Linked DNA regions of Zea mays: regions 2, 3 and 4 are each linked to region 1. The links are chromatin contacts, called in public Hi-C maps. All regions are on one chromosome and are shown on one strand. Each heading gives the region's core, a stretch centred on a gene start, on an enhancer-like site or on the middle of the called end of the contact. The rest is flanking DNA. Distances are from core to core; before and after follow the strand shown.

The links. A called contact is a pair of places that touch in the nucleus more often than the background predicts.
Region 2: a Hi-C map of leaf shows a contact between it and region 1, with 5 times the contacts expected there. The contact joins the promoter of LOC100383366 here to the promoter of LOC100194130 in region 1. A contact is called at or near these places in 3 of 25 Hi-C or Micro-C datasets (bundle sheath, leaf and leaf mesophyll).
Region 3: a contact with region 1 is called in a Hi-C map of leaf, with 6 times the contacts expected there. The contact joins the promoter of LOC100279192 here to the promoter of LOC100194130 in region 1. A contact is called at or near these places in 6 of 25 Hi-C or Micro-C datasets (bundle sheath, ear, endosperm and 2 more).
Region 4: a Hi-C map of bundle sheath shows a contact between it and region 1, with 2.8 times the contacts expected there. The contact joins the promoter of LOC100191513 here to the promoter of LOC100194130 in region 1. A contact is called at or near these places in 5 of 25 Hi-C or Micro-C datasets (bundle sheath, ear, endosperm and 2 more).

Annotation. Positions count from the first base shown.
Region 1 is chr10:15,896,402-15,904,205 of Zm-B73-REFERENCE-NAM-5.0, reverse strand. LOC100194130 reads left to right here and starts at 3,655. Exons shown (of 2, transcript NM_001139183.1): 1 at 3,655-3,963; 2 at 5,720-6,472. The coding sequence starts at 3,838. The coding sequence ends at 5,974.
Region 2 is chr10:16,320,938-16,328,741 of Zm-B73-REFERENCE-NAM-5.0, reverse strand. LOC100383366 (Small RNA degrading nuclease 5) reads right to left here and starts at 3,436. Exons shown (of 15, transcript NM_001362072.1): 1 at 3,319-3,436; 2 at 2,242-2,298; 3 at 2,081-2,146; 4 at 1,687-1,820; 5 at 1,492-1,598; 6 at 857-964; 7 at 472-542; 8 at 212-271; 9 at 1-11. The coding sequence starts at 3,390.
Region 3 is chr10:16,161,098-16,168,901 of Zm-B73-REFERENCE-NAM-5.0, reverse strand. LOC100279192 reads right to left here and starts at 3,235. Exons shown (of 9, transcript NM_001152216.1): 1 at 1,457-3,235; 2 at 1,261-1,380; 3 at 1,036-1,084; 4 at 724-938; 5 at 111-179; 6 at 1-13. The coding sequence starts at 2,545.
Region 4 is chr10:15,636,098-15,643,901 of Zm-B73-REFERENCE-NAM-5.0, reverse strand. It overlaps LOC100191513, which reads right to left and starts at 3,434. Exons shown (of 9, transcript NM_001136945.1): 1 at 3,002-3,434; 2 at 2,001-2,138; 3 at 1,715-1,897; 4 at 1,425-1,582; 5 at 1,244-1,343; 6 at 1,049-1,160; 7 at 822-961; 8 at 543-728; 9 at 168-455. The coding sequence starts at 3,283. The coding sequence ends at 288.

The DNA.
Region 1 (7,804 bases), core at 2,406-4,905:
ATAAATTGCTTTATTGTGGACGAAACCCACAGTTACAGCTTTTGAGCCGAAGGCGAAAAACACCTTCCCTTCTTTTCGTGCACATCGAAGCATTTTTTATTGTATAAAGTGCCTTTGTATTCGTCTTGTCTAAGACGAAGCTTCTTCGTATTCAACGAAGCATTTTGTCGCCAAAGCCGGGCAATTATTTCTTTCATATTATTGTCCATGCTTCATGTTATGATAATGATGATCCTACAAATGTCTAATGAATGTTTGTATGAATGCAAAGAATGATGCGATGAAATATGCAAATGTATGACCCGAACACACACGAAACCACATCCAGACTCTGCATTCCCTTAGGAACGACTTTTGAGTGTCTTCACATTCTATTTCGGTGGCATTTAAACTCTGCATTCCCTTAGGAACGTCTTTTGAGCTTCTTCACCTTATATTTCGGTGGTATTTTGGCTCTGCATTCCCTTAGGAACGACTTTTGAGCTTCGGAACTTACTCTGCGCTCCCTTAGGAATGACTTTTGTAGCTTCGTCACCTTCGGAGTGATTACAACTCTGCATCCCCTTAGGGACGACTTTTGAGCTTTTCTCTGTTCTTCTTGGACTCGATGGTGCGGATTCTGATATTACATGTTACATTTTTGGGGTAATTTGGCCCTTGTATTGCATAGGGCTAAACAAAAAAAATTAAAATTACAAACTATGGCCCCATTAAAAACATTTCTCCCCTCCTGAAAGAAAAAGGGTGCCATAGGAAAAAATAAAAAGATTACATCATTTACACATAATATCGGCGAAGCTCATCCGCATTCCAAGACCTAGGTATGTTGTTTCCGTCCATATCCTTCAGTCTGTAAGAACCGGGTCTTGACGAAGATACTATCAGAAAAGGACCTTCCCACTTCAGCTGCAGCTTCCCTACTGTATCTGGGTTAGCTATCCTTTGAAGCACCAAATAGCCTGGTTTGATATTTATCAATCGAACTTTTCTATCGCGCCATTTTATTGTTTCAGCCTGATACTTATTGATGTGCTCTATGGCCTGAAGTCTGATCCCTTTTATGGTGTCTTTTGTTATTTGGCAATCAGCTTCATCCTCCGTAGAAGCTTTGGTTCTTATTGATCCTGTTCTTGCTTCTTCCGGTGTTATTGCTTCGTCACCAAACAATAGCTTGAATGGAGTAAAACCTGTTGACCTTGAGACATCAGTGTTGTGGTTCTATACCACCTTTATTAATTCATCTGGTCACTTTCCTCTGGGCTTATTAGAGTTAACTAATATACAATTTATACAATTGTATGATGTAAGTTTCTTTGATTATGATTAGCTTATTATATGATTCGGTATTTTTTACTTTATAGTATTAATGAATTGTTTGGTCTCTTTATGCTGTGATTTTAGCTCCACCCATGAAGACAGTGCCAGCCCTGAGGGGGTCAGACAGTCGGCTGATTCAGGCCACCTTAGACCATAGGGCCCCATCTCATAAACATAAATAACATTAATAGTATAAAATTAATTTATTTATATATATAGAATGAAAGAATAGCGTGTACGGTTAGAAGAATAAGTTCTATATTACTCTTTTACTTATTATTATTTGTTCGGTTAGTAAAATTAAATGAATTGGTATGTTGTTATCTCATTCCTTACTAGCTAATAATAATCACTAGCATAAGAAATATAGTCATTCTATCAAAATTCATATGATAAACCCATGATAAATCAACTCATCTAGAATAAAATGACTTCTCAAACTAAAAACACCACGTCAGCTAAAGCGGCGACGAAATACGTCTCACAACACTCTCACGGGAGCATAAACAACTTATCAAAGTTATAATTTTTAGTAGATCATATTGCGTTTTTATTGATGAAATTTATATGTAATATCAACAAGGGTTTTTATTTAAAATTTGGTTCCGGCCTTCCCGATCTCTGAAATCTTATGACCGCCGCTGCCTAAAGATAGATATGGAGGACAGTAGGATAGGATCCAAAACAAAACGACCACTCACCTACCTACGTACGTACTCCCTCCGTTTTTTATTCGACATTTTTAGTTCAAAAATAAACGTTAAATATTTAAGAATAGATGCAGTATTATGCATTATATTATTTCAGTTATATGCGTATATAAGACACGTCGATTGACCCCAACCGCGCAAGGCAAATGGACGAAGCAAACCGCCCGTATGTATCGTGTACAGTACATAATGGACATGCATACAAAAATAGAGAGGCATCCAATGCATATGGCGATGCATTTGGTAAAAAAAAAAGCAGCGCATTTATAATGTTCAAACAGCGGTTAATTGTTCATCTCCCGTGTACTACCGAGCAATATGCATCGCAGAGAGAGCACGTGCATTTTTTGTTCTTCTCGATCAGGCCACGTAAATGTATCGCCGGTTTGCGTATATGCATGGCATGTTGGGGTCAAGTCAGTCTAAGGAGGCTGCTGGAGTAGACATGTGTTGCGCGATAGACGGTAGGGGGAACGCAAGCATAGCGAAGACATGTGCTGTCATAGTAATAGTATCGAGGCGAAAGCGATGGCGCGGAGATCCGGCCGAGAGGCGGCGTGGCGTGGCGGCAGCTCGCGGGCGCGGGCCCCGGCCGGTGGTGTCCCCTGCCGGACGTGGAGCGCCTCTCCGTCACAAGGTCCGTGTCCCCACCACTACATGCAGGTCCCGGTGCATATACGCACGCTTGCACGCATGGACTCGATCGTGACACCTTGCGTTCACAAAATATCTCCTTTTTTTTTCTTTCTCTCGCTCCATCGGTTTCGCATGTAGGTACCTCTCGTGTCACGATATTGCAGATCGGTCGTCGGGCCTGCGTCCTGCGTTGCGTTGCGTTGCGTTGCGTTGCGTTGCGTTACCTGACGGCATGCATTGCGCCGCCGCGCGCGCCATTTATATGTCACGTGTGTCATGCAGCGCAAGCGTGCCACACCGCAGCGGCGGCGGCGGCTAACCCCAGCGCGCGCGCACGTACGTGCGTGCGACACGACGTCGACGACAGTGAAGGTCGTAGCCCACAACAGCTTGGCCTCCCCTTCTCGTCACCGTACGTACGTGATCGAATTGCACTGGTCGAGCCACCATCGGCATCGTCCATGCGTTGGAATTACAAAACATGTTTTGGATCCACGTGCATGCATGCCCGTAAGAGCACGTAGGACCGGTCGGCGTTTGCACATGCATGCGGTATGGACGAGTAGCATATGAACAGTCCCACCCGCCGGTAACGACCGCCGCCGTCGGGCGGCCGGTGGCGAGTGCAGGCGCGGCACGCAATAATATCCCAGCCCGTCAAAGCCCCCCGACGCGGCGATCCCCGATTGGACGCGGCGGCTGACCACCTCGGGGACGCCACTACGTGTCCCGGCCGCACCTGACTGCGCACCACAGCCACACGAACAGGCACGTCGGATCGGGACGCAACAAGAGCCGCTCCGGTCCGGGACGACGACGACGCATGCAGCTAGCGCCGCGTGGCCGCGCGTGCCCCCACTCCGCGACAGCCACGTGGCCGCCTGTCCCGCCCGTACGGGAGGGACACGTCCGTCGCCTCGCCTGCCTGCCGTGGCCCCGCCGCGCGCGGTATATATACCTGGGCGTGGCGTGGCTCCATCTCTGTGTCTGTGGCTTTGGCTGGCCTCCATCGTTCTCGACTAGTACAGCCCGGGCGCACGCAGAGACAGAGCAGAGGAGTAGCGAAACATCCTGACGAATCAGCAGGAGAGAAAAGTCGGCAACGTTCTCGACTAGTACACACCCGATCGAAGAGGAAGAGGAAGAGGCTTGCTCTGCATCCAGCATATATTCCATGGCGCCGGCAGACATGGCGGAGCCGGCCATGACGACGGTGAGCAGGGTGGAGGACGCGGGGCGGATGTCGTCCATAGAGTGGGAGCCCAAGACGCTCACCCTCGCCCAGATCAAGTTCGCAAGGGTAAGCACGTACATATATGAATACACATAATGCATTATATATATTATACTAGAAAATTGTGAGATGCTATTTCAACCCAGGAGCTTGCATTGTTCTCGGCGATTTTTTTTTCTTTCACCATCTCATGAGGATGATTTCTTCACCGCCCTGTTAAATCAATGTGTGTGTGATCTATAATAATTTCTGTTTCGCAAATCCAATATTTCGAAATAAATATGCACGGATATCACATCCAATATTCCCTCTTTTGATTTGTAAATGCATCCTCCATCTCCTCCACCATTCCCTTTTTTTTCCTCTCCTAAAATCATCTTCAAGAGCTCTCCAGAAGTCTCCTCTAAATCAAGTTTTTTGAAAAAAACCATAAAAAACGATCTCTAACAGTTCCCAAGTGCTCACAACTTTTTCATGGCACTTAAAACTCTCTTATTTATAGCTACAAATAAGAAGTTTTAGGTTCCCAAAAACAATCTGTCGTTTTAAAAGATAAAGATCTGTTGGAGAAAAAAAAATAAAATTTACCCTACTAATTTTTTAAATGTTCCTTAAAATTGATTTTTATGAGTTATTTTCTAGGGAGCTCTTAGAAATGCTTTAAAAACACTGTCGAGTACTACGTAGCATAATTAATTCATGTACAAAAACATGTAACAGATCGATACAGCGCTTGCTAGCCGGCGAAGTGGTGCTAGTTTATATATATATATATATATATTTCTTTCAATCCCAAAGTACTATGATTCTAGTAATTGTAAAGATAATTCCCAAATAATTGGAGTGTCACTGTTCCTGAAAACCTATTCAATCAGACAGTCCTTTCCACGTGTTTAGGTACCATTGCCATGCATATTGCACCACTGCGTCGTCTTTCCATGTAGTGACTCACCTACTACCTTTCTCCCATCTAAAAAAATGTTAGTACATTAATTAAGTTATCAGTGCCTGTACATTTTAAGGTACCCAGAAGTATAAAGTATTGGTATACCCTATACTAAATTAAAATATATTTTAGGTGAATTAGGTTCCTTCAAATAAAAACACCGGTTACGAAGGCGAGTGTAGCATAGTGATACACACGCATGATTGGCGTGCGACGTGTCCATGACGTACGGGGGTCTCCGTCACGTACGCGACCTGATTGTCGTACGTGTACCCCGCCATGCGCCCGACTGGCCACCACACGTTATAACGGGCGCAACTGTGACAGACAGAGACGTGCCCGTCCGGCACAATAATTTCAGTCCTACTCTGTGTGCTGTTACAACACGTCGCAGATGGGATATTTCGTGCTTCTTGTACTGCGACGAGCTAGACGACCCAGCTGCGTACATACGTACGTACAAACATCAAGTCGCGTAACTTGTGACGACGACGACCGTGACATCCCCTGCCGTTAGATTATTTTTGAACTAAAACGTGAGATAAATAAAAAAACGACGGGAGTAGGAAATTAGAGGAACACACTGCGTATCTAGCTTATACTGCTTATACTATCTCTGTTCTAAAATATTTATCACCGATTAGATCATTTTAAAATATTTATCACCGATTAGATCATTTTAAATTAAAATATGATAAATAAAAAAGAACGGTGAGAGTAGTAAATTAGATTATTAGAGTAACCTATAGCTAAGCTAGAGTAATTTAGAGGATACTACGTAGTTGCCCAGCAGGTCTCAAATAAATTAATTATTTGAAGTAAATAAACACGACCAAATTAAATGACAGCGAGCCCGTTTTTATTTCTGTGTTACAGGAGGCGGCGCTGTACGTGGTGAGCACCAAGACGGAGCAGGAGGCGATCAGGATCTTCACCGAGGGTCTTAAGCCCGTGCGGATCATGGCCGTCAGCAAGTCCACTAGCTCCATCGACTCCTCGTCGTCGGACGACGACGTCGAGCTCGGCGCCTGCTGCTGCTCCTCCACCAAAGGCTGTCGCGGTGGCGGGAGCAAAGGCGGCCGACGGCGCCGCTCCATGGACGACAGGGACGTCGCTACAACGCCATTCTAGCTAGCTAGCTAGCTACTTGTTCCTTTATTTACACGTAAGGTCGTAGCTGTGTGCGTACTACTAGTTTACATATATAGCTAGTAGAGTCTACTGCATGTCTGTCTTTCCTTTTTTTTTCTTTTCCTCGATCCCGCCTGTTTTAATTACTTCCCTTTGGCTGGCCTGGTTTTGTTTAAAATAGCCGGCGAGTTTGGAATAGCGCGGCGATTTTTTGAGGCATAACTAGGCTCTCTTGATTAGTACTTAGGGGGTGTTTGGTTTCTAGGGACTAATTTTTAGTCTCTACATTTTATTCCATTTTAGTTCCAAAATTTCCAAATATGGAAACTAAAACTCTATTTTAATTTCTATATTTGACAATTTATATACTAAAATGGAATAAAATAAAGGGACTAAACATTAGTCTCTTGAAACCAAACACCCCCTTAGCTTCGCTCCTTGCTTGGACACAAGAGATGTAAATACCAGAAAGCTGCTAGCACTGTACATTACTGCCTTTATCCCCTCTTCAACTTTAGCCCGTCCTATCGGAAACCAACCGAATTTTACCGGTCAAAATAATTTATAAAGTTGCTACATGAGCATGGGCCGGCGTTCTGGACGGTGTCTACGATTAGATTAACTCATGTGAGTGTCTTTATCTCTCGCGTGCTTATCGAGCTAATTATGAAATGTATCCAAATATATTGGGATACGTCTAGGAGCGGCTGCAAACGATCGAATCAATCTATTTACTAGTTCCTTTACATTTCTCGCTCTAGGAGTAGCTGCAATTAGTCTTCCTCATTCTCAATCACCACCTCTCCTTGACTCTATGTCATTTAAAGGTGTGTTGGATGGCCTGCCGACCTTAAGACAAACCCTTCAGAGGGCAAAGATCCAGGATCTGCAGAATATCCGCGAAGCCCTCTGCATGCTCCGCAGCCAATTCATTGCCCATACGCGGACGGACCGCGCGCCCGTAGAGAAGATCGAAGCCCCTCTTCGCAGTCACGGACGTTCTGACCGCTCGTTGCGGACAATCCGTGCTCACGCAGAGAGGACCCCAAGATATCATGTCGTGCGCTGGCCCTAGGGTTCGTTTTGTGATTTGCCTAAAAATGAGCCAACACACTTTCTAAGGATCACACCAAAGTTTCGCCAAGCAACATCATGAAGCCGACTCTTGATAGCCTGTCGGGTGAAGATTAGCAGCGATTAGAAGATTACATGTGACAACGAGAAGAAAAATTATGTGGAGGCAAGCCCAAGAGCGTGAAGAGGCAAAGAAAAATATCTGGCGCATTTCAAGGTGGGAGGACATAAGAAGATCGTCCAGCGAGAGGAGTTCGAGATGGCATCTCTTCTACCTACCATGCATGCCCTAATGTAAGTAAAACCGATGACATCTATTCTCTTGGGCATTATATAGACAAGCAGCGGGATCAATTAAAACAATACATGGAGGGTGTGGAAGATTCATTTAAAAAACTGACACGAGCATATGAAAAATCCATCGTTTCTAATTTTCCATCACGAGATTGATGCTAAGACTGCAACACACAATTCATTGACTATAAATGGGCATTCAAAAACCCAACCATCTTATAGTAGTGCAGATGACCTTATACGCCGAGCAACCACAACCTCCTCCACCAATTTGGGACAAACCTGTAGTCCTACACACGACCAGACCATCCGAGCTTGAGGCTTGGACCGTCTGCCCCCCGCCCCTAGTGGATGGTCCCATCCTTTATAATGGACCACAAAGAGTCGCGCCAGGGCTATCATACTCTTTGCAAGGTCTAACTAAAATGCTCGGACCATCTAGCTACACGCGTGGACCGTTCG
Region 2 (7,804 bases), core at 2,187-4,686, 420 kb before region 1:
TCTAGCACCACCTGAAAATATTCAAACAAAGTCAGAACTCATTGAACAGCAAAACATGATGATAAGAATGGATTGTGAAGGAGTATACAGAGGAAAATGTCCTCATACTATTGACAGGAGGTGGAATCACTAAGAAAACAATTCAAACTCACAGAGCAATGAACAACATGCCATAAAAAAGGTAAGGAAACTAGGAAACAAAAGTTCATACCAATCCTTTAATATCAATTAATGTCACTCTTGTGAGCTCAAATCCAGCTTTTGTCACACACTGCAAAGGTTGCAAATTATCACTAAATATATTCAACAAATATAGCAACAAGTATTTATGGCACTGGCAGTCAGGCACAGTTGTAACAATAATAGTAATGCCTTCTCAAATATAATAATTCTAAAACAGTAGTGAATTTTTTTAAAACAAAGAAATGGCTTCAAAACATATATCATTACAGTTATCAGGAGTCATGTTACCATTTCACAATCAAGTGCAAGAACTTTATGTGGCGAGGAACCTGAAGGAGCTGAAACAGTAGGGACAAAACCTAAAATGGCAATAATATACAGATGTCATTTGAATAATAGGCATTAAAGGGCAAGGAGAGAGGCAATGAAATACTCCCTCGTAAAATATAGGATGTATCAGTTTTATCTATTATCCATTAAACTTCTCTAACTTTGACCAATTTATAGAAAATACACCAACATCGACAGTAACTAATTATTTTCACTAAAACCACCACAAACCGTCTTTATGGTGCAATTATTTTTTTCAATATTTTTGGACAAAACCAAAGAAGTTTGACTTAGGACAAAACTGAAACGGCCTACATTTTGGAAAAGAGGGATAAAAGATAACCTGGTAAATTGAAAGAGTAGCCATTATCTTCCAAGTCTTTCTCTGAGAGAGTGTAATATGTAACAGGGAATGGTATGTCCCCAAGATCATCCAGACTTGATAGTTTTCCTGAGATCAAAATGAAAATATTAACCAATTGCATGAAACATAAATTCTCAATCTAGGTTCAAAAGTGTCTGTTTTTTCATGGACAAAGTTATATCTACTCTAATGCCGATAAACATACAAAAACAACAAATAAATAGAATAAAACTGCTATAGTCAAACTTATGCAAGATGCCATAGTGACAGTACATTTGTGATGAAATATGACTGGTAAAAACACCAATAATATTTAAAGAAGGGTATAAAGAAAAAATCATCATATGTAGTGTCAACTTAAAAATGAAGAACTTGTGACCAAGTAAGGGCAATACAAAAGGATTGAAATTGTCAAATCAGTATAAGAATCTTTGAAATAAGAATGCCAGCTCTCCTGCATGTTCGAGAAAAAAAAGCACGCCAGCCTTCATAATGAAGCTCAAATCTTCCAGTAGCTATCACAATAATAACATACCAACACTAGGCCCAATGAAGCAGAACACTGTTCATCCTGAGCCACAATGACAACACAGTGCTAAGACGTCAAGACATACCATCTATGTCAGGTTTAGATGACTCATTTGATGTTTTTACATCACGCTTTCTCTTTACTCTGCAGGTTAGGAGCGCATCAATGGTGTGCCTCTCATCCGGCATACGGCTGCTAGAATAGGATTACATTAGCAATGCATATTGGAAGAAATTATACATTTCCCCTAATTGTAGGCATTAACAAAAAATGCACAAACCTTGAAGCTAAAACAGGTTTTGGATTGCCACATAATTCTTTCAGAGAAGAAAGAAGTCGAGTGTGTGACATATATAAAGTTGCATCAAGGCCAGGAACATATAGTAGGACAACTTTGGGTATAAGAGGTTTGTTCTGAAACACAACAACATAAAGATAGTAAATATTTATGAAAGGTGACAAATAACCTACAACTAATAGAATAAGAAATCAAATGCCAAGAGTGGGTTGATCACTGAAATGCGTTGAAAGAAAGAAGTCAGTTAAGACTAATTAAGTGTGATGAGGATAACAGCAAGAAGAGACCAAGCTCTACAAAATGAAACTAAGATAACTTGTCAATACCTCAAAAAAGCAACACATGTTTGAAAGACCACAATGAGAAGGACAAGTACCTTAACAAACACCCAAGAAGGCAGCATGCCATCACCAATAACCCAAGTAACTAGACCCTGAACATCCTGCATTCGAACAAAAAAATGGTTCTTAACTAAACTACAAGAACAAAAACAGTTTTCACAAGTCAAATTTCATTGAGCTTTTGTTATGAGCTAACCTGCAGATTTAACGTAGAGTTTAAAGCAGCCTCCTTAAAAACCACATCAGGCTTTGCCTAGACAGGATAAACAAGAAGACACAATATGAGTTGGAAGCACAGAAAATACAAAAAAAGGCAGCTATAATGTCTATTAGCAAAGCAAGCAGGAAGGACCACAAGAATGATTCGCCAACAAGAAGACAACTAAATGAATGTTTAAGAGTACACTATTAAATCAACAAATCGGCAGCATGGCATCACCAAATAGTCAATTATTATGCCATGTCCATAGCTCTAGTACAAGTGATTTTGGATTGAACTTCGAGTGTCCCTAATTTGATGAGTGATCCCTAAGTTGATGAGCAGGCTCTGATGTCTGAACACAATATGGATAGCATTACTGTATCACTTTACAATTCGAACAAGAGGAGTCCCACTTTGCTACCTATCAAGGAATCAGTCAGGGTTCACACCTTCAAAATTCAAAATATAGAACTCCTAAGCAAACAAGCTACAGGAGTGTTCAAGCTGTGTACTTGAAAAATGTCGGGTCAGCTCAAGGCGCATCAATGGATCAATCAAGTAAGCCCTCATAGTTTCACAACCTATCAGCATTGCTTCACATCCATACATTCGTTTGCACAAATTTGCTCTGAAACAACAGTGCAAACTTCATAGGTACAGTTCAAGCCCACCAACAGTAGCAGCATTAACACAAAAATCCACCATCACTACAAATCTCATGGTAATCAACGAACATTGGTGTAAATCACAGTCCAAACAGTCATGATGCAATGCAACATCCCCTCTTTCAATCTCAGCGGAACTCCTACTCCAAGAATACCAAGCAATCAAATTAACATAGTCGTACCTAACACCCCCCCCCCCCTGCAGGCTGCAGCACCCAATTTTGCCATACAACGGGGATTAATAAATCCATTAAAAGAACAACAGTGAACGAAGAACTGCGAGTTTTTTTAAAAAAAATGAACCAACTCAGCTCTAACTGATGACAAGTTCCCCTTTATGTCACACCAAAGCCATAATATTCCGAGAGGGGGGAAGCGAGAGGCGAAGAAGCAAGAGAACACGTACATTAGGGCCGTACAAGTCGTATAACATGGAAGAGGAGGAGCCGCCGTTGCCGTTGCCGGATGCGGTCGACATGGAGACCGCCGCCTACGACGAGGTGGATGCCCTAACGCCTAACGCTTTGCCGCTCTCAAAACTTGCAAAAAGAAAAACCCGCCGAGACCCTTTTCTTCGGCTGTCGAACTTGAACTGGGGCTTTTCTGCAAATATATCTTTCATTTCCTTTCCGCTCAAACATTTCCTATATATGAAATTTCCTATATATGAAGGCTGGTACAAAACGGACTCTCTCGCAGTGTCCACGTCACCTAAAATGTTTTCACGCGTGGGATTTCTGATCAACGGGTCGTCTTCCAATGACCGTAAGCCCTCACTACCTTCTCTTGCCGCAGCTGTCGCGACAAGTCAAGATGGTTCCAGAGCCAAGATGAGTTGATGACGGTAAAAAAAACCTACTCCTATGCATATTCCTCTCCGCGACGACCCCTATCGTCGCCACTGCCTGTTCGGGACGCTGCCAGGGACTCGATTGGAGTCAACGCCACCTCCTCCCCCGCCCCCAAGCGTTGTCACAGCGGCGGCTCCAGCCGCTGCCAACAGCTTCACCCCCTCCCACCCCCCCAAACGTCACTGCCATGCCGCCGTGGGCCGGAGCGGCATCCACTACCTCTTAAAAGGTCGGCGTAGTGCCAGTGTGGTCCACCACCTGGAGCCCCCTACAAAACACAGCCGTAAGTTTCGGGAACGCGAATCTGTTGCCCTCCGTCAACTCAGAAATGGCGGCGGGTCCAGGAGGTTTTCGATCTGCGACCCCCGCAGCAGGCTGCCCATCACACCGGTTCTTCCGCCGGCCATGACGCCTTCGCGCCCTCGGCCGGTGCAGCCACGGGGCCACCCTTCTCGATGTTGGCCAGGGGCGTATGCGCTGGTGTGGACGTGTGGTAAATGGTGGACAATCCAAGAGGTCCTCAGTCGGCGACCGCCATAGCAGGGCGTCCGTTTCTCCCACCGGCCATGACGCTGCATGGATAACAATGGATCCGTTGTCTAGCCATTATGCATGCAACTTACTAGTTTGCGTTGCAGACATCTGTTCCATTAGAAGTAGCTATACAAACTCATTGCTTTTACACATTTTTGCTTGTTGTTTCGATTGCAAATTAGGTTGCAAGGTGTAGAACTGGAAGAAATTCTTTGTTGTTTTTTGTGAAGATTCCTGTGGAGAAAGAGATTGATGTTGTTGTTGATTTTGTGGAACCTACAAGGCCATGTACATACATATCTTACTGGGAGTTCGCTTCGCTTTTTAGTCAAAAATTTGGTGAGCGAGTTTGGGTTCATATCCAAGTTGTTACCCCACTGCTATTCAGAAATATGTTTGTTCACTCTTTGATAATTGAAAGTCACTTAGAGGGGGTGAATAGGCGAAACCTGAAATTTATAACTTTAAACACGCACTAAGATCGGGGGTTAGGGTTAGAATTAAATTCAAGTCGGAAAGAGAGGGAAAACAAATCAACCAAGAAATAAGGCGAGTGAACACGGTGATTTGTTTTGCCGAGGTTCAGTTCCAAAGAACCTAGTCCTCGTTGAGGAGGTCACAAAGACAGGGTCTATTTCAACCATTTCTCTCACTCTCTCAAACGGTCACTTAGATCGAGTGAGCCTTCTTCCTTAATCTCACGGGTCACTAAGACCCCGCAAGGACCACCACACACTTGGTGTCTCTTGCTTTGCTTATAAAGCACTTGATAATAAGAGAAAGAAAAGAAAGTCCAAGCCAAGCAACAAGAGCAACAAAGAACACAAGAAAACCCTCTCTCAAGTTGTCGGGGACCATAATTAGGGGTACCCTCAAGACTCCTAAATCTCAGCTGGTAACCCCCATCAGCACAAAGCTGCAAAGGCCTGATGGGTGCGACTAAGTCAAGGATCGGTCCATTCGAGGGACGCGATCACGCCTCGCCCGAGCCCAGCCTCGGGCAAGGGCAGCCGATCCTGAAGGATTTACGTCTCGCCCGAGGACCCCCTCCAGCAACGGGCACACCTTCGGCTCGCCCGAGGCCCAGTCTTCGCCAAGAAGCAACCTTGGCCAAATCGCCACGCCAACCGACCAAATCGCAGGGGCATTTAATGCAAAGGTGGCCTGACACCTTTATCCTGACGCACGCCCTCAAGTCGACAGAGCCGAAGTGACCGTAGTCACTTCGCCGCTCCACTGATCGGTCTAACAAGAGGACAGCGTCGCCTGCGCCGCTACGACTGCTGTGCCACTCGACAGAGTGAGGCTGACAGCAGCCAAGCCCGGCCTCAGGCGCCATAAGAAACTCCGCTTCGCCCGACCCCAGGGCTCGGACTCGGGCTCAGCCCCGGAAGACGACGAACTCCGCTTCGCCCGACCCCAGGGCTCGGACTCGGGCTCAGCCCCGGAAGACGACGAACTCCGCTTCGCCCGACCCCAGGGCTCGGACTCAGCCCTGGCCTCAGCCGACGGTCTCCGCCTCGCCCGACCCAGGGGCTCGGACTCGACCTCGACCTTGGAAGACAGACTCGACCTCGACCTCGGAGGAGCCTCCACATCGCCCGACCCCAGGGCTCGGACTCAGCCCTGGCCTCAGCCGACGGTCTCCGCCTCGCCCGACCCAGGGGCTCGGACTCGACCTCGACCTTGGAAGACAGACTCGACCTTGACCTCGGAGGAGCCTCCACATCGCCCAACCCAGGGCACGGACCGACCACGTCAACAGGAGGCGCCATCATTACCCTACCCCAAGCTGACTCAGGCTACGGGGAACAAGACCGGCGTCCCATCTGGCTCGCTCCGCCAGACAAGTAATGATGGCGCCCCGCACGCTCTATGACGACGGCGGCTCTCGGCCCCCTTACGGAAGCAAGAGGACGTCAGCAAGGACTCGACAGCCCCGACAGTTGTCCTTCCGCCAGGCTCCAGCGCTCCTCTGACGGCCACGACACCACACGAACCGGGTGCCAAAACCTCTCCGGCTGCCACGATGGCATGTACTTAGGGCGCTAGCTCTCCTCCGCTAGACACGTTAGCACACTGCTACACCCCCCCTTGTACACCTGGATCCTCTCCTTACGCCTATAAAAGGAAGGCCCAGGGCCCTCTTACAAAGGGTTGGCCGCGCGGGGAAGGACGGGACGACGCTCGCGTGAGGCCGCTCGCTCCCTCCCTCGTGGACGCTTGTAACCCCCTACTGCAAGCGCACCCGACCTGGGCGCGGGACAAACACGAAGGCCGCGGGATTCCACCTCTCATGCCCGTTTCCCTCCGGCTGCCTCCCCCCTTCGCGCTCCGTCTCGCGCTGACCCATCTGGGCTGGGGCACGCGGCGATAATTTACTCGTCGGTCCAGGGACCCCCCGGGTTCGAAACGCCGACAGTTGGCGCGCCAGGTAGGGGCCTGCTGCGTGTTGACGAACAGCTTTCCGTCAAGCTCCAGATGGGCAGTCTCCAGCAACCTTTCCAGCCCGAGACGGTGCTCCGTTTCGGGAGTCTTGAGTTCATGTCCCTCGACGGCAGCTACGACATGATACTCCTTCCCCCTCCGTGCGACAGCGACAATGGTGGCCGACAGCCCGCCCGCCGGCGGCGGAATCGACGACGTCTTCCCCGCGTGGTGGAAGAACAACATTCGAGCTCACCCCGTCCCCTCCCCCGCCGACGGAGGAGGAGGCGGGGCAACCAAGGCCAAGCAGGAGGCGGCACCTCGTCGGCTGTCGAGCGAGTCGACGGCGCCGACGCCCCAACGGGGGTCACGTCGGGCATCAACCTCACGTCTGAGACGAAGACGAGCGCCGTCTCCCCGCAACACGCCAACCCCAAGCAAACGGACGACGCCAGCACGCTCGCGAAGGACTTGTTGGGCGTCACCCTCGTACCTGAGACGACGGTGCAGTCAGTCCCTGACGTGACTTCGTCACCGCCCGTCGACCAAGAGGTACCGACCGATTCCCATCTCACGCCTTTTGGATTCAGCCTCGACCCGCCAAGCGACTTCGCTTTGGTGGACGCTCTCGTAGAGGCGAGTCCAAACCCTCTGGGGTATCGTATGCGGTCACCCTAGGACCGGCTGACAAACGTCTCGACCTACGGGCCCTCGGGGTCCGAGGAAGATGACGCGCCCGACTTCTGTTGGGATTTCTCTGGACTTGGTAACCCCAGTGCCATGCGGGACTTCATGACCGCATGCGACTACTGCCTTTCCGACTGTTTTGACGGTAGCCGCAGCCTCGGCGACGAGGACTGCGGCCCAAGTCGTGAATGTTTCCACGTCGATCTAGGGGGTCCCAACGAAGGCAACCATCTTGGTATGCCAGAGAACAGTGATCTCCCTAGGCCTGTGCCTCGCGTTGACATCCTACGGGAGCTAGCTGTGGTCCCCGTCCCGGCGGGGGGTCATGACCCACAGCTCGAGCAAATCCGCGAGATGCAGGCCAGGCTCGACGAGGGGGCAGGAACACTTGAG
Region 3 (7,804 bases), core at 1,986-4,485, 270 kb before region 1:
CAAGTTGACTGACCTAATAGAAGATAAGGTGCATGAAATTAAGTCCTCCATGATCAGAATCACAATACAGATGACAAAATGCACATTCCATTATCTTTGGCAAAATATACCTGTGGTATGATTGATCTCCGAGGAATAAGTTCCTCGTGACGCCGGGCACAGAACTCCCACGATGCAATCTAAGAAGTAAAATGGACACAACAATTTATCCAACAGCGTTAAATTTATCACGAGTGTGACAAACTACTCCTGTGCTACATAATTATGCATTATTATAGGCATTTTCTTCGTTCATTATTTTGAGGTGGCTTTGCTAGTATCTCTTTCTTTGAACCATTTTTTGCCTTGCACAATAACGGGAGACAAAAAGGCTACCTTGGTGATAACCTCTGAATTATAGTTCTACATGCATGCATGAGGGCATGCAAGATTCCCTAGTGTAATAAATTTCAGTAATTGCATTAATTTATAAATCTTTGATCACACGAGAAAGCAAAAAAATGAACTCCTGCCTAACGACATTAATTAACAAGGCCAGAAAGGTAATTTCGAACAAGACTATCATTCAGTTTATCCTAGAATAAAAAAAAACTCGGCCGGGGAGGGAAAGACCGTCCTCCATGTATTATATTAAGAGTTTATCTTAGAATACCAAACAGTTTTTTTGATACGGGACACCATTCCAACAAAATAACAAAGTACCTCAACTAGAGAACATATTACCTTCAAGTCTTGGTTGAATACAATTCTTAGATGCCCCTCACGGACTACACGCAGTTGCTCAAAGACACTCTCCTGGATTGCTTTGGTATAGTCCAAAACAATCTGTCCAGATGAATTCTGGGACTCTCTCGGCATATCAACATACAGAAGCTCCTCGAGTGTACCACTGGCATATTTGATTTGGCACAACCGTGGCAAGACCTCAACCGTTGTTTCTATAAAAGGTAAGATGGCATCGAATAGTAATAATGCATAATCGCATGGAAACATAAAATATCTACTAGGATATATTTAAAAGACAATTATACCCACCAAAACCTCGCCCTGGCTTCCTATTGCATATCTCACAATGCCAAACATCCTAAAACATAACATAGCATTGTATACATGTTAAAGAACCAAAAAGCCAAATTGGGGCATTCTCAAAAAATATATCGCATGTAAACAAAAGACTGTATGATTGCTAGTAATCATAACAAACAACCAGGTCACTAAAATTGAACTACCAGCCTATATTCAAGTCGACAAAAGATAAACCTGAGGGAAAACTCCGGTAGTTTGACGGCCATTGCCATACAGAGAAACGCACCACCTCTTCTTGGCACTTGGGGCAAAGTATTCATTGACAAAGTTTCTCCAGTACTCGATGTTATTGTCCTAATACCATATCTTTAATAATGAGCATCCGCCTAGGTTGAAATGATGACAATAGTTGTTTGTGACAAATGTTTACCTGTGGCCTGTTTTGCTGGTGATACATGTAATGTGTCAACCTCTTTGCACAGGTTCCTGGTTCATAAGCAGCTGATTTACCGGTTCTCATATTTAGACTTTGTTGACGAAGCAACTGCTGTTGCTGTTGTTGTTGTTGCTGTTGTTGCTGCTGCTGCAATTGGTTTCTCTGCAAAGGCAGGTTCTTGAGAATCTGCTGCTGTTGTTGCTGCTGCTGCAGTTGTAAGAAACGCTGCTGTTGTTGTAGGAGGCTCAACTGAGTAGCTGCAGCCTGGGGGTTCTGCTTAGACAGCTGCAACATATGTTGCTGCTGCTGTAGTAAAACAGATGGGTCTGAGCTTTGGTGCTCCATCTTGATAGCACCCAAGCTCCTCAACGCTTGCAACTGTGGCTCGAGCTTCACACCACCACTCGAACTGCGCAGCATCTGTGCGGAAACACTCTGATCAGGCTGCCCCATCTGCTGCTCCAGTTTGACCCCACCAAGGACGCCTCCATTCTCCAACTTCACTGCAGGCTGCTGCTGCTGCTGAGTTTGTGACATCATATGCTGCTGATTATATGTCATTGACATTTGCTGTTGATGCTCTTGCTGATTTTGTGAATCTTGTGGTGCATCCAGCTGCTGCTGCTGCTGCAAGCTGTCCACGCCAAGTTGATTGCCCAAGCTACCAGGGCCCGAGGAAGAGAACGCCATGGAATCCGGCCCTCCAGTGCCAACCAAGTCACCAACGCCATCAAGGCCGCCTCTGTGCTGCAGCCCACCGATCGGGAGCCCAGCGCCGCTGCCCGGCATTACCCCAGTTCCCCCATTCCCATAGGACTGCTGTCTGCTGAGCATGGACGCGACACTGGACGCGCCCGCCAGCAAGCCGTTCCCGCCGCCAACACCGCCATACTGCGTGCGCGGCGAGACGAGGGACGAGAAGGGCGACTGCGACGGGAGCACCCCGACGCCCATCCCCATCCCCGGCTGGCCACCGGCGCCGGCGCCGGCGCCGCCGCCAAGGAGGCTGGAGCTAGTCCGGAGCAGCGACGCGCCCACCTGCTGGCCCGGGCCCATCGGGTTGTGCTGCCCCGACGGCACCATCTTCCCAAAATCCGGTCGGGAACCGTACCTTCACTCCGCGCCGCAGGAACGGTGGAGATCCGGTGCGCGTCGAAGCATCCGCCGCAGCGCGGCAAATCTAGCCGGGATTGCGACACCGCCGCAGCTCGGCAAATCTAGCCGAGATTGCGACTCCGCCGGCAGCCAAAACCGGAGCCGAGCAAAAGCGTCAGCGCACCTCCTCGTCACCTTTCGTCCTGTAATCCAGCGAAACCAAGCGAGTAGCAGCACCGAGCAGGGCGACGCAAGGAAGCGCGGATTAGCCAGAAGCAAGCACGGGAGCTCCCCAGCCCCGCGTCTCCGAAAGCAAGGAAGCCACCACAAGAATTACGGCCGGCGAAAAACCCACCAACCGAGCCCACCTCCGCGCCTCCTCGATCCGAGCGAGCCCGTGGAGGAATCCGGCGATCCGGGCCTCGGCCCTCGGGAGCAGCGCAAACGTCCCTCCTCCGGCGCCGAGGTGGCGCCGCCGGGCCGTGCCGGGGCTCCGCACTCCCGCGAGGACGACTCCGCTGGAAGCCTGGAACTTCCCTCGCGAGCCGCGGCGAGCAGGAGGAGGAGGAAGCGGAAGCGAGCGAGCGGAGGAAGGAAGGAAGGGAAGGCCGGAGCCAGGAACGGAAGGGGAGAGAATGCACTTCGCAGTAGCAGTAGAAAAAAATCCCTGCGACTCGGGTCGGGTGCGTGTGTGCGCGTGTCCCCGGGACCCGTCCTTGCGGACGTCAAAACCTCAGAGCCGCATTGGATTCCGTCAAGGTCCGCGACCGCCCAGCCGCCTGCCCGCCCTGTATCGCTGACGCACAGGTCCCACGTGGTGGACCTGGATGTGGACCCCGAGGACGAGGGGGACGTGACGCGGCGGGTTTGCTGGGAGCCCGGTCGCCTTCGCGTCCTCCTCCGGCGCTGCGGCCTGCGGACGTTCGCGCTCGTGTTTGTGTGTGCGGCTTTGTTTTTCTTTTCAGTTTTTTTTTTGGTTCGTCTTCTCTTCCCTTTCCGCCGCTGGCGCTGGGACTCAGGCGGGCCGAGTCGAGGGGGAAGCTTGCGAGGTGGGAAGTCAAAAGGAATCCGTGCCACATCGGACCCAGCGCGGCGCGCGTGGCAGACACCGGTGCGTGGGCCCCCCTGTTGGTGGGGTAAGGGATGTCAGTGGCGTGCGCGCGCGGCACCGCGGGGACGGAACGGTGGCGGTGGCGCGGCGCGTGACGGGCTGACGGCGTGGTGTTGTGTGCTTGGCTGGCTGTGCCTGGCGTCTGCGTTGTCAGTGCTGGTGAAGTGGTGATGGGAGCCGTCACGTCCACTCACGCCTAGTCCTATCGCTCGCCGTGGGAAGGCACCCCGGCGGACGCTCACTCGATGACTCCGGTCATTCTTGATCTACCGTGCACGGTACACCAATGCACTGTTTAGAATCTATTATTTGATAGTGAAGTATTTTAATATTTTCTAAAATATCATGTTTTTTATAATATCTTAGTATTTTTATGATATAAGATGTATATAGTTATATTTCTGAAAACTATCCTTTTATAATTATGGTATTCTAAATACTATGGTATTTTTGGAATATACAAATATTTACATGTTTTTTGGCATGGCTAGTTTTTTTTTGCTTAATATTATATTAAAATGTTGTATCCAAACAATGTTCTTTAAACCCATGGTATTTATAGAGTTGCTAAAACTATGGTATTGTTATTATAATTGTAAAGCATAGTAGTATAAAACTATGATTTTGAGAAACATTATTGTTAAATAGGCTCTCGCTATCCAATGGTCCAATTATGTTCACTCTTTAAAGATATCTATCGTAGGGACTCTGAAAAAATAAGATATTTTTATCAAAATATTAGATCTTAATGAAACTATTAGGTATGTGCTCGTGCGTTGCCACGGAACACGACATGAGCACAATGGTGTTAGGGACCCTCACGCGAAATAGTGCCTTGTTGCAGATGAGCGCGAGCCCGAGCACGACACCACTTGATGTCACGAGTTCCATCGTTCTATTGTGGGACTTCCATTGCCACGAGCTCTATATATAAAATGGGTTGTTCATGTCATAATAACTAAAACAATGATGCGCCAAAACTTTTGCTGCTACGCTCGAAGACTCAAACAATACTGACAAAGCATATATCCTTATCTAATTGCCTCATTCTTGATAGACCCACACAAGAATAGAAGATCAGAAAAAATAAAGATCAATCAAGCATAACAAGGATATAGTATTTTTTAACAAAATATATAGCAAGTTTTGTGTAGCAGTTTTAGACATGCCAAATATAGTGCAAATGCATAGCAAGTCATTGAAAAGGATAGGAAACAAAGCCAAGAGGAACGTAGAAAATAAAATGGAGTCAAGTTTCTAAAAAGCGTCACACAAATATACATTTCTAAAAAATCTTCACACGTTCGACATGACGTCCTCTAGATGCCACCTCTCTCAACACTTTCCTGAAACCAGCAGACATTCGTAAGGGATAAATCAAATTTTAAATAGCACCTTGTTTCTTAACAATAGAAATCTTAGTGCATGGCGGCAATGTATTCAAAAATAAGAATACAAGCTCAAATAAGGAGAAGATAAAATGGAGTCAAGTCAACTTATCAATTTTTCACGGACGATGGAATTGAAAGTTTGAACAGAAGTTAAATTACTAACATTTTAGTGATCTCCACAATATGGGATATAGAGATCAATAGAGAACAACATAATGCATGATGCAGACCTAATGCTTAAAGGACCAACAAATGTCAAAGAAGCACAACAACAGAGCTCCATCAAAATCACAAGGTAAGTAGAATGCAACTGTGTAGCATTTTGTTAACAGAAAGTGTATCCAAAAAAGGAGGACAGTGCATAAACTCTCTAGACTGTGATTAGGTGTAAAAACTCCATTCGGACCAAGAAAGATCATCAATATCATAGTCAATCTTTTGCCAACTCTACGCATTTGAATATTTGATAATGATAGTGATTTCTTTGTCATGTCATGAAAAAATAAAAATAAACAAATGTAAACAATAAGGAGCCATGGCTAGGCAAACCTTTTGTAGTAATTGAAGGCACACAGATAAATAAATCACATGATTGAAGCAAAGGTTCAGAGAAATGTAACTGAAGGTTACAAAGATGAGAGAGTTTTGAGGTGTTGATTGTCCATCCAGAATTTTGCTAGAATTTATTCTTAAAACAACCTTTGCAGTTCCATACAAAATCCTATCAAGATATGTATATGCATAAGCAGTTAAGCACACATGATAAAATTATGAGGGATTGCAATTCAAACTAACAGTAAAATGAATGCTTAAGTGATGGTGGGATTCAATAAACATATTTGTGTTAACACCCCTTCAAGAAATTGTTATATCTTCACACTTAGCACAACTATGCAGCTGCCATGTGAGGGCTATCATAGGTACATTTTCTCCATAATGAGCAGTAGGTATTCTATTGTGGGTGTCTATAGATAAACAGTGTGATTCTATGAACAAAGTTCTTATTCAGCTCCTGATAAAGGCTCAAAATTCATATGCAGTAGGTATTGTATGGCACTTATCCAATTTGCAAGGTCACCCAGATGGCTCAACAAAGAAGGATGATGACCTCCACGAAAATGGGTCGATTGGTCTGGGCTCTTTAGTCCAACAAAGTTAGATAGTGGATACCTACAGCACATAGTGAATTAGTGATACTCTTTTCTGTATAAAATTTTGTATGCATTGGAGATAACCAATAGTTAGAAGATATTTCCTATAGATCCTTCCATAGTAATATGCTACTTCATGCTAGCTAGTTCTGAGAATTGCATTAACGGTTGTTTGTTAGTGATTCATCACATGAAGATAGAAAAAACAAAAACAAAAAGTAGCAGGGTTCATATAAGCTTATGCATTGCTAAAGAAATTTGTAGTAACAATCTACACTTTGTTTTGGGCTTGCGCTCTGCTTCCTTCGATGCTTATTAGTCATTTCGCCTAGAGAAGCATAAACTACCTGATTGCGAGAGGAGTTAAGAGAATGACTCACAAAGAAACCCATATGTTGATCTATATGTAGTGAGGCTTATGTCAGTCAATGTGTGCAGCATTTGGCATGCATTTCTTGATTTTATACATTCTAAATTTGCCATTGTACTCTTTATTTCAGGTTGTTAGAGATAAAAGGACTGGCAAAACTAATGGTTATGGATTTGTGAGCATTTAAAACCCTACTGAGCTGGCTGCAGCAGTAAAAGAGATGAATAGTTTGTATCTCTCATACAGGACGTTAGAAAAAATAAGCAATAATCGTTGCTAGCTACCAGAATAATAAAAATAGAACATAAGTAGTAATCGTTGCTAGTTACCAGAATACGAATTTCCAGTTGCATGTGAATGCAGACTGAACAGTCATAGCCTCAAGCCATAATCCAAGATGAATGCAGACTGAGAGTGTTAGCACCTATTTCATCGCACTGACTAATAATTCTGTCATCGTAAAAGGATTATTAGAACATATTATAACCTTCCCTCATGATATTGGGAAAAAATCCCTAGACCATCTTTGTTTAGGATGTAAATATTTGTGCTAATCTTTTTGGAAGAAATATATGTGCTCAGTTACCAGTGTCGCTATTTATATTAGTATATATGAATAAGTCTATAACCTTACATAATCTCGGGCACGGGCACATAACATGTTCATTAAACTGCAGAGTCATATAGGGATCTTTATAACCTTAAACAATAGAACATAGATTAGATTTACCTTATAGTCCTCAATGAAGAGATCAGTTTAACCACTTCAAGTTCCTTTGAAATACCTTTATGTTTATTCATGAGAACAAAAATAACATTAGAAGAAAAGATGAAGGTGTCTCTACTCTCTACTCTCTAGCACTGTGTATGATTCACCTTTTTCTAATCTAAAGAAAAGTCATACTCATAGTTTATAAAACTAAACCACACAAGCCACTTGACAGTGTTGGCTAGGATTGCTCTAATCACACAAGCCAGTTAACAAGTAGTGGCAGGAGTGTTGATTCAATGGAAGTAAGCTAAACCTAATGCTGCATTAAAATGATCACATTAAACTTATTCACATGACCAACAAAGCCATTAAACCCTAATAAACTGGCAGTTTCCTTGCACACCAATTAAACTGGCAGTTTTCTTGCACACCTCTGGATGACTCAGGCTTTGTCTATGTTTTTCATAATCATAACTACTAGATGGCTAGGAATGTTTTCCTTGGAGTAAATG
Region 4 (7,804 bases), core at 2,185-4,684, 260 kb after region 1:
GTTACTTAGAATAGGGAATCATTTGAAATGATCTCTGCCAGTCTGGTTACTATATTTTATATGCAGCTTCAGTAGCTATTATTATTATAAGGTACGCTGTGCAGGCAATGAAATATCTTAGCATGGCTCACGAGTGCCAGCAACAGGGCAATCTGCCAGGTTGAATTATTGTTTAAGAACGTGTTGAATCAGCAGTTCACTGGCTGAATCACTGTATTATTCAAAATGCTATGGACCTGACTCATCAATAATTACACAACGATACTGCTCATCTAAGGCCAAGAAAACTAAACGGGTACATCAGTTGGGTAGTCTGCAGGGTGCCTCATGATTGTATCCCGCAGCAATTGCTCTTGTTCATGCAGGTTGGAAGGGATCTTGTCGTAAACATCAGTGAAAAGCTCAGTAACTGGTGGTTTTGGCATTCTTTCTGCAACCTGGATGGCTTGGAGAAGCTGCACACAAGTTAACAGGCAGTTTCAGATGTCATGTATGACGATGTATCGAAGGTGTGCTGGGAATATGAATCTTTGGTGCAGTACCTCTTTTCTCACTCTGCTCCTGAGCTCAGATTCTTCAGCATCAGACCACCAGTCATTACCCTGAACCCATTTTCTGTATCTGGAAATCGGATCCCTCGCTGTTCGCCAATGCTCAATCTCATCAACTGGCCTGTACTTGGTCGAATCATCGGATGTCGAGTGATGGCCGACTCGGTAAGTCAGTGCCTGAAATCTCATTAGTCGATACTCAGATTAATTATATACTGAAGTTTTTTTTGTGCATTTCAGGTAATGAAACTCCATGGATCTACTGAGCACCTCAACTAAAATTGGTCTTCCTTCAGTTACAGCCATTTCTCGGGCAGCATGGATTGCGCTGTACACAGCAAGAGCATCATTGCCATCTACTCGGATGCCACGGATCCCATAAGCCTGGCCACGGATGACAACTCCATCACCTGCAACACGACTAGAATTTTAACACGACATTGCATTGTTTACTTGTAACTGCCATGGATCAGTATATGAAGACACGCTGTTGCTACTTCTGAATTGTTCAGTAGTCGGAGTGCTGATGGCCCAGCCATTGTTGCGGCAGAAGAAGATCACCGGTGCCTCCATAACAGCCGCGAAGTTGAGCGCTGCATGGAAGTCTCCCTGAGAAATGTTCATCTGTCAGGAAGGCTGGATATAATGGCACTGGCAAGCGACTGGTCAGTGGCTGGAGAGCTTTCATCTACCTCACTTGTCCCACCGTCCCCAAAGTATGTGATGGCACACGCGTCCTTCTTGTCCATCTTCAGAGAGTAGGCAGCTCCAACAGCATGAGGGAGCTGTGTTCTGGGAAAAATAAGGAAGAATGGAACATATGACCTTCACTCGCAAGACCTTTCCGACGCGGAAGAGATGCTTGAGACTTACGCGATAGGTGACGAGACTGTGAAATAGTTCAGACGGTTCGACCCATAGTGAATGGGCATCTGCCTCCCTTTACCATAGTCCAGCTTGTTCCCAAAGCACTGGTTTGCAAACTCCTGCAGAGTGAAGCCACGCCATAGAAGAACACCAGGTTCCCTGTACTACATTTTGGGCTCCGCATGTCGCAGCAAAGAAATGGGGGCAGTGTGTGAATCGATTGTTGGAAAAATAGACTATATCTTTCTGCTAGATTAAGATTCAGAGGAGTGGAATAGCTGATGCACATGTACTACCTGAGGCAGCACAATGTCATCCATACTGAGCGCAGCAGCAGAGGCTATGTTGATCGCTTCCTCGCCGTTGGAAGTGAGGTAGAACGAGATCCTGCCCTGCCTCTGAGCCTCGTAGAAGATGGTATCCATGATCTGGAGCGTCACCATCTCGCTGTACATCTTCAGAGCCAGCTCCCGACTGACCTGACAAGGATGAACAGCATTAATCTTCAGAACAAGTCTCCCTCGCAGCATCTAGTCTGAAGAGAGAACTTCTCAGAACGGTGCAGTGCAGCCATCAGCGTACCTCTTGGAATCTACTTCCTGATATCGTTCTGCCGTCGTCGTCAAGCACGCGGTAGCAGTTGATCCTTTCCCTCGTCGATTCTGGAAGGAAGTTCATTTCGGCCACAAAGGATACTTTCCCTCCTGGAAAGTCAACTGCCTACAAGATTTGACGGCACACGAATGCGTGCAAATTTAAATCAGCGTCGGTGGAAGAAAACAGTCTCGGGTGGTCAAATTTACCCGTCTTGGAGAGACAGTTGGTCTCATTGACCATGCCAAAGAGACAGCACTTTGTTTGGTTTGTATATAAAAGAGAAACAAAGTGCAGTAAAGACATGGAGATGTTCCTAATCATTGGGTGTCGTCACCCTTTGACACGGAAAGCAAACGTATTATACTAAGCTAATACTACCAGAGAAGATTGGCACTACCATTCCAGATGAAAGCACGTCACTATCTAATACAGTCATCAGGCAGTCAACCAACCACAGGGAAATCAGCAACCAAATCCATCCTCTCTTATTATCTGCCTTGTTTACTAATTGTTGTCAATTCTATCCACAATTGTCCTCCGCGACCTGTTACCTTCAGTTTCAAAATTCAGAAAAGAGTTGGTGTAACGGTGGCTATCGGAGTCGGTCGACAAGTTGATGACGTGACCGAATTTTGGATCGCAGAGGAAGAACGTGAAGAACACAGATGGAATGGGGAAAAAAACTACTGTGCTTCAGAAAGGATGGATGCATCATGCATGCACCGGGCTAGCGAGTACCGACAAGTTACACCAACCAGGCAACCAGGTCAGGGAGCATAGAGCAGATGGGCAAGAAGAGATGCCTTAAGCCTTGATATTATATTATCTGCAGCTCCTGGAATTTGTATCAGAGGATTGGTCCTTCCAGATCCCACAAAGGCAGAGAATTTGCTTATTTGAAATCAGGAAAGAGCTACATGGCCCGATCCAAAAGTTCATACTAGCAGTTCAGAATCTATCTAGCTGCTGCTCTGGTCGACGCATACCTGCTGATCGCCGGCTGCGAACCCGCTCTCCGGCTCCTCGTCGACGACAGCCGCCGCAGCAGCAGCAGCGCTGCTCTCCCCTGCGAAGCGCCGGACGGAGCAGAAGCCCCGGCGGCTTGTGTCCAGCGCTGGTGACCCAAGGGCCGCCTGCGGCACCGAGCCCAAGAACCACGAACTGGTGGGTTGGCCGGAGCCGTGGCGCGCAGGACGCGGAGGAGGCCTCCTGGCGGCGGCACGGCGCGCCAGCTGGGACGACGCTCTCGCTAGCCAGAGCGACGCCATGTCAGACACACACACACACAATCACACTGTGCGTGCTCTGCTCGGCCGAGCTCCAACAATCCTCTCGCCAATGGTCTGCCCTCTGCCTAGCTCTGCTCGGGGAGAGAGAGAGAGAGAGAGATGTATTTATAGGTAGCTGTGTTGGAATCGGATAGAGCTAGACGACACGAGGAAGCAAGCGAGCAATGGAAGATGTGCGTGTCGAGGAGAGGGACGGACACTGAGCTGGAAAGATAAGTGTGCGGGGAAGAGAGCGCAGCGAGGAGCATGGAGGGAGAGAGGAGGAGCAGACGGGCACGGCTCGCTGGGAGAGCGACGACGAAAAAAGCAGGGCTCCGCCGGCGCGTGGGACCGGTCTCTAGGGGAGTTGAGCATGGGCGGGAATGGTGACAGAGGTCGACGTCAGCAGGTTCATCCTGGTAGGTGAGGGAGGGGCCGGTGACAAAGCAGGATCATGTTTGTTTGTTAATGAAACACGTGGTCCTGGCGTCCTGCTGCTGCTAGGGATAGGATGGTGGATAGTGGGGTTGCTGAGAGCGGGAAAGCGGAGGAAGGTTCGAGAAAACTAATATTATCTTTTATGAGTTTATTTCTTAAATTTTTGAAACAACAACATTTTTCATACCAGCATTAAATATTAGGGCCCCTTTGGTAGGGCTTATTTTTTAGCTTCAGCTCTGGCTCATGCAAAAGTTGTGCCAAATACCTCTTTTTCAAATGGCTTCACCAGTGAAGTGCTTTTCCAAAATGAACTAGAGGGCATGAGCCAAAAAAGTGGCTCACCCGGCTTCAGCTCACGTCATTTTTGCACAATAGCCCTCCCACCAGTCCAAATTATTTTTTTTGTCCTGTCCTCAATCCCTAGCCACGTACAGGAGAGATCTATAAAAAGTAAACTATACAATGGTCTTTCTGAAAAACAACCTATAAGCCGTTTTGCCAAATGATTTTTCAGAATGGCTTTGGCTCATCTAAAAAAGTGGCTTCACCTCATGAGTCAGAGCCAAAGCCGTTTTTGGAGAAGCCAGAGCCCTGCCAAAGGGGCCCTTAGTTTATATAAAAAACATAAGGTAGTCACGAATCAACTTATTCTATTTGACAAACTAAATAAAAAACAAGAAAAATGGGATAACACCGGACTATATCATTCCACCAATCGAACACCTCTCTGCGCTCTTAATGTTTCCGCTTTCCTTTGGCTAGCAAAAAAATCCATTTATATTCTTTGTTATATATGGGTAAGGCTATTGAAAGCCCTAGTCTTCCAAAGATATGGTGCACGCCCTAGTCATATATGTACCATCTGACCAGACTAGTCCCATCCAACCAGACCTGGTCGCCTTCACCTCGCGCCCATCCCTGCATGCGCGCCTTCTTTTTTCTATTTGCATGCGCAATAAAATTAGAAGGATTAGCACAAATTTACGACCTGTTTGGATTGACAAATGAACTCATCCGGAATCATCCGAACCTAAATTCGAACCTGCATGTTCTGTTTGGTTTGTGTCACGAGGTAAATCCATCCGTCATCAAGCCATCCTTCGTAGCTTTCTCCATAGGCGGTCGAGCTGGTTCCTTGAAAAAGCAGCGGATGACCTCGTCCTTCTGATCTCTAACCCATGACGGATGATTTAACTCCGGGCTACATGATGCTGCAATCCAAACACGTCATTAGTAGATGGATTGATATGCATATAAACAAAAAATCTGATTTAAATACTTTATTCTGTCCATAAATATAGGATCTCTATAACAGTCATACAGTTAATCTCGTTAGAAACATTTTATGATATATACTGATACTAATTATGCTACACATTGTAGTTATTTATGCAATACTGTAAACCACATAAAAATTAGTTTTTCCTGCTGCATGTGCACAAAATTTAGGATGAAAAAAATGTGTGTTGAGAAGAAATGGATTGACATTTATGGAAACAAAAAATCTGATTTAAATGCTTTATTTCTCCCATAAATATAGGATCTCTACAAACAACCATGCAGCTAGGCATGCTAGAACCAGTTTATGATATATACTGATACTAATTATGTTACACGGTGTAGATATTTATGCAGTGTGGTATACCGCGTAAAAAATCAATTTTCTGCTGCATGCACACAAATTTAGGATGATAAAGAATGTGCGTTGAAAGGAAATAAATTGGTATGCATGGAAACCAAAAAATCTGATTTAAATGGTTAATTTCGTCCATAAAAATAGGATATCTGCAAGAGTTATGCAGTTAGGCTCGTTGTAACCAGATTATAACATATACTAATACTAATTATGTTATACGGTATAGATACTTATGTAGTGTGGTACACCGCATAAAAAATTTGTTTCCTGCTAAATGCACACAAATTTAGGATGGTAAGAATATGCGTTGAAAGAAAATGGATTGGCATGCATGGAAACAAAAAAACTGATTTAAATGTATTATTTCGTCCATAAAAATAGGATCTTTACAACAGTCATGCAGCTAGGCTCGTTACAAACATTATATGATATATATTGATACTAATTATGCTACACGATGAATGTATTTATGCATTATGGTACACTACTTAAAAATTGGCATGCGGGTCACTATTTGGACGCATCTCCATGTTCGATCGTAAAAATATTCAGTTTTGAGTGTAAAACCTCTCAGTTTGATCGTAAATATCGAGCTAACGTAAATGTTAGAAACCCTATATACACACTGGGTTAGGTAACGACACAATGCATAAACATTTGCGTAAAATGTGAATAGAAATATCATAAACATACAATAGAAGGAAGGGTATTCATTAACTGAAATATATGTCGTAAACACCTATTGATGTTGGCATAAATATGTATATAAAGCAGCATAAAAACACGTCGTCGCTCACACCCTAAGGGAGCCGTTGCCCGCTGCACGCGCCTCTAGGATCCGATGCTGCTCGCACCTAGGGAGGCCGCCGTCGCAGCTCGCCCCTAGGGAAGTCCACCGCTACCGATCCCATCTCAGCTACGTTGCCTGTGACGGCGCCGCGTCCGTCCGCCAACCGCGCACTCGTCGTCCGGCCGCCACGGACCCCTTTTGTCCACGTCGGAACCGTCCATCCGCGCTTCGACTAGATCCGCGCCCTGTCTGCGCCGGATCCCGCCAGACCAGTGCGCTCGCATGTCGGTGGGGAAACGCGAGATCGGGCATGCACGGATGGGACCAGTAGCGCCAGCAGTTTCCTGCATGGTCGCCACGCCGGCGACAGCCGCCACGCGCTTGACCAGCGACGCCTGCGCTAGATCCGCCAGCCCGCAAGGCCGTCGTCGTGCGTTTGTCCAGTGCCGCTCGCGCTAGATCCGCCCGCCCGCAACCGCTGCCGCGCTGAAACCCTAATTCGTGGTGGTCTTGGGTAGCTTTTATAGACGACTCAAGGCCTAGTCTGTTTGAGGTGGTGCGGCTAAACCGAAAGGTGGCGTTGGGTCAGAGCTTCCGGTCACTCTTTGGAAGCCCAAGTGATGAGGACATCCTCCACTCTTACCCGTTGGCAAAGACGCAATTGGCCCAATTGGCCCAATTGTAGTCGGACGGCGACAGTGTGAGCCTCAGAATTATCCCACCTCGCTTAACTTGGGAGGAGGAAGCCACTTTAAAAGGGAGAGCCACCCTTCCCCCATTGGACTAGTCTTTTTGGGGCGATTGGGCCTTTCCCTGAGTTGGGTGTGCTTAATGAACTGTTGGGCTCCAGGAAACCCTAATTTGTTGGGCCTCGGCCAACCCCACCTGGGCTAGGTGTATCATCTGGTATCAGAGCTAGGGCCCATTTTAAGAAGGTAGGAATGATGAGGACATCCTCCACTATTACCCGTTGGCAAAGACACAATTGGCCCAATTGGCCCAATGTAGTCGGACGACGACCGTGTGAGCCTCAGAATTATCCCACCTCGCTTAACTTGGGAGGAGGAAGCCACTTTAAAAGGGAGAGCCACCCTTCTCCCATTGGACTAGTCTTTTGGGGCGATTGGGCCTTTCCTTGAGTTGGGTGTGCTTAATGAACTGTTGGGCTCCGGGAAACCCTAATTTGTTGGGCCTCGGCCAACCCCACCTGGGCTGGGTGTATCATCTGGTATTAGAGCTAGGGCCCATTTTAAGAAGGTAGGAATGATGAGGACATCCTCCACTATTACCCGTTGGCAAAGACGCAATCGGCCCAGTTGGCCCAATTGTAGTCGGACGGCGACCGTGTGAGCCTCAGAATTATCCTACCTCGCTTAACTTGGGAGGAGGAAGCCACTTTAAAAGGGAGAGCCACCCTTCTCCCATTAGACTAGTCTTTTGGGGCTATTGGGCCTTTCCCTGAGTTGGGTGTGCTTAATGAACTGTTGGGCTCCGGGAAACCCTAATTTGTTGGGCCTCGGCCAACCCCACCTGGGCTGGGTGTAGTTTATATATTTGGAGCCCTAGACTTCCAATAACTAGAGGAAGCCCTGGCTCAACGGTGCCATCCGGTTCAGCCACACCAGGTACAGACGTCTATAAAAGACACTCAGGC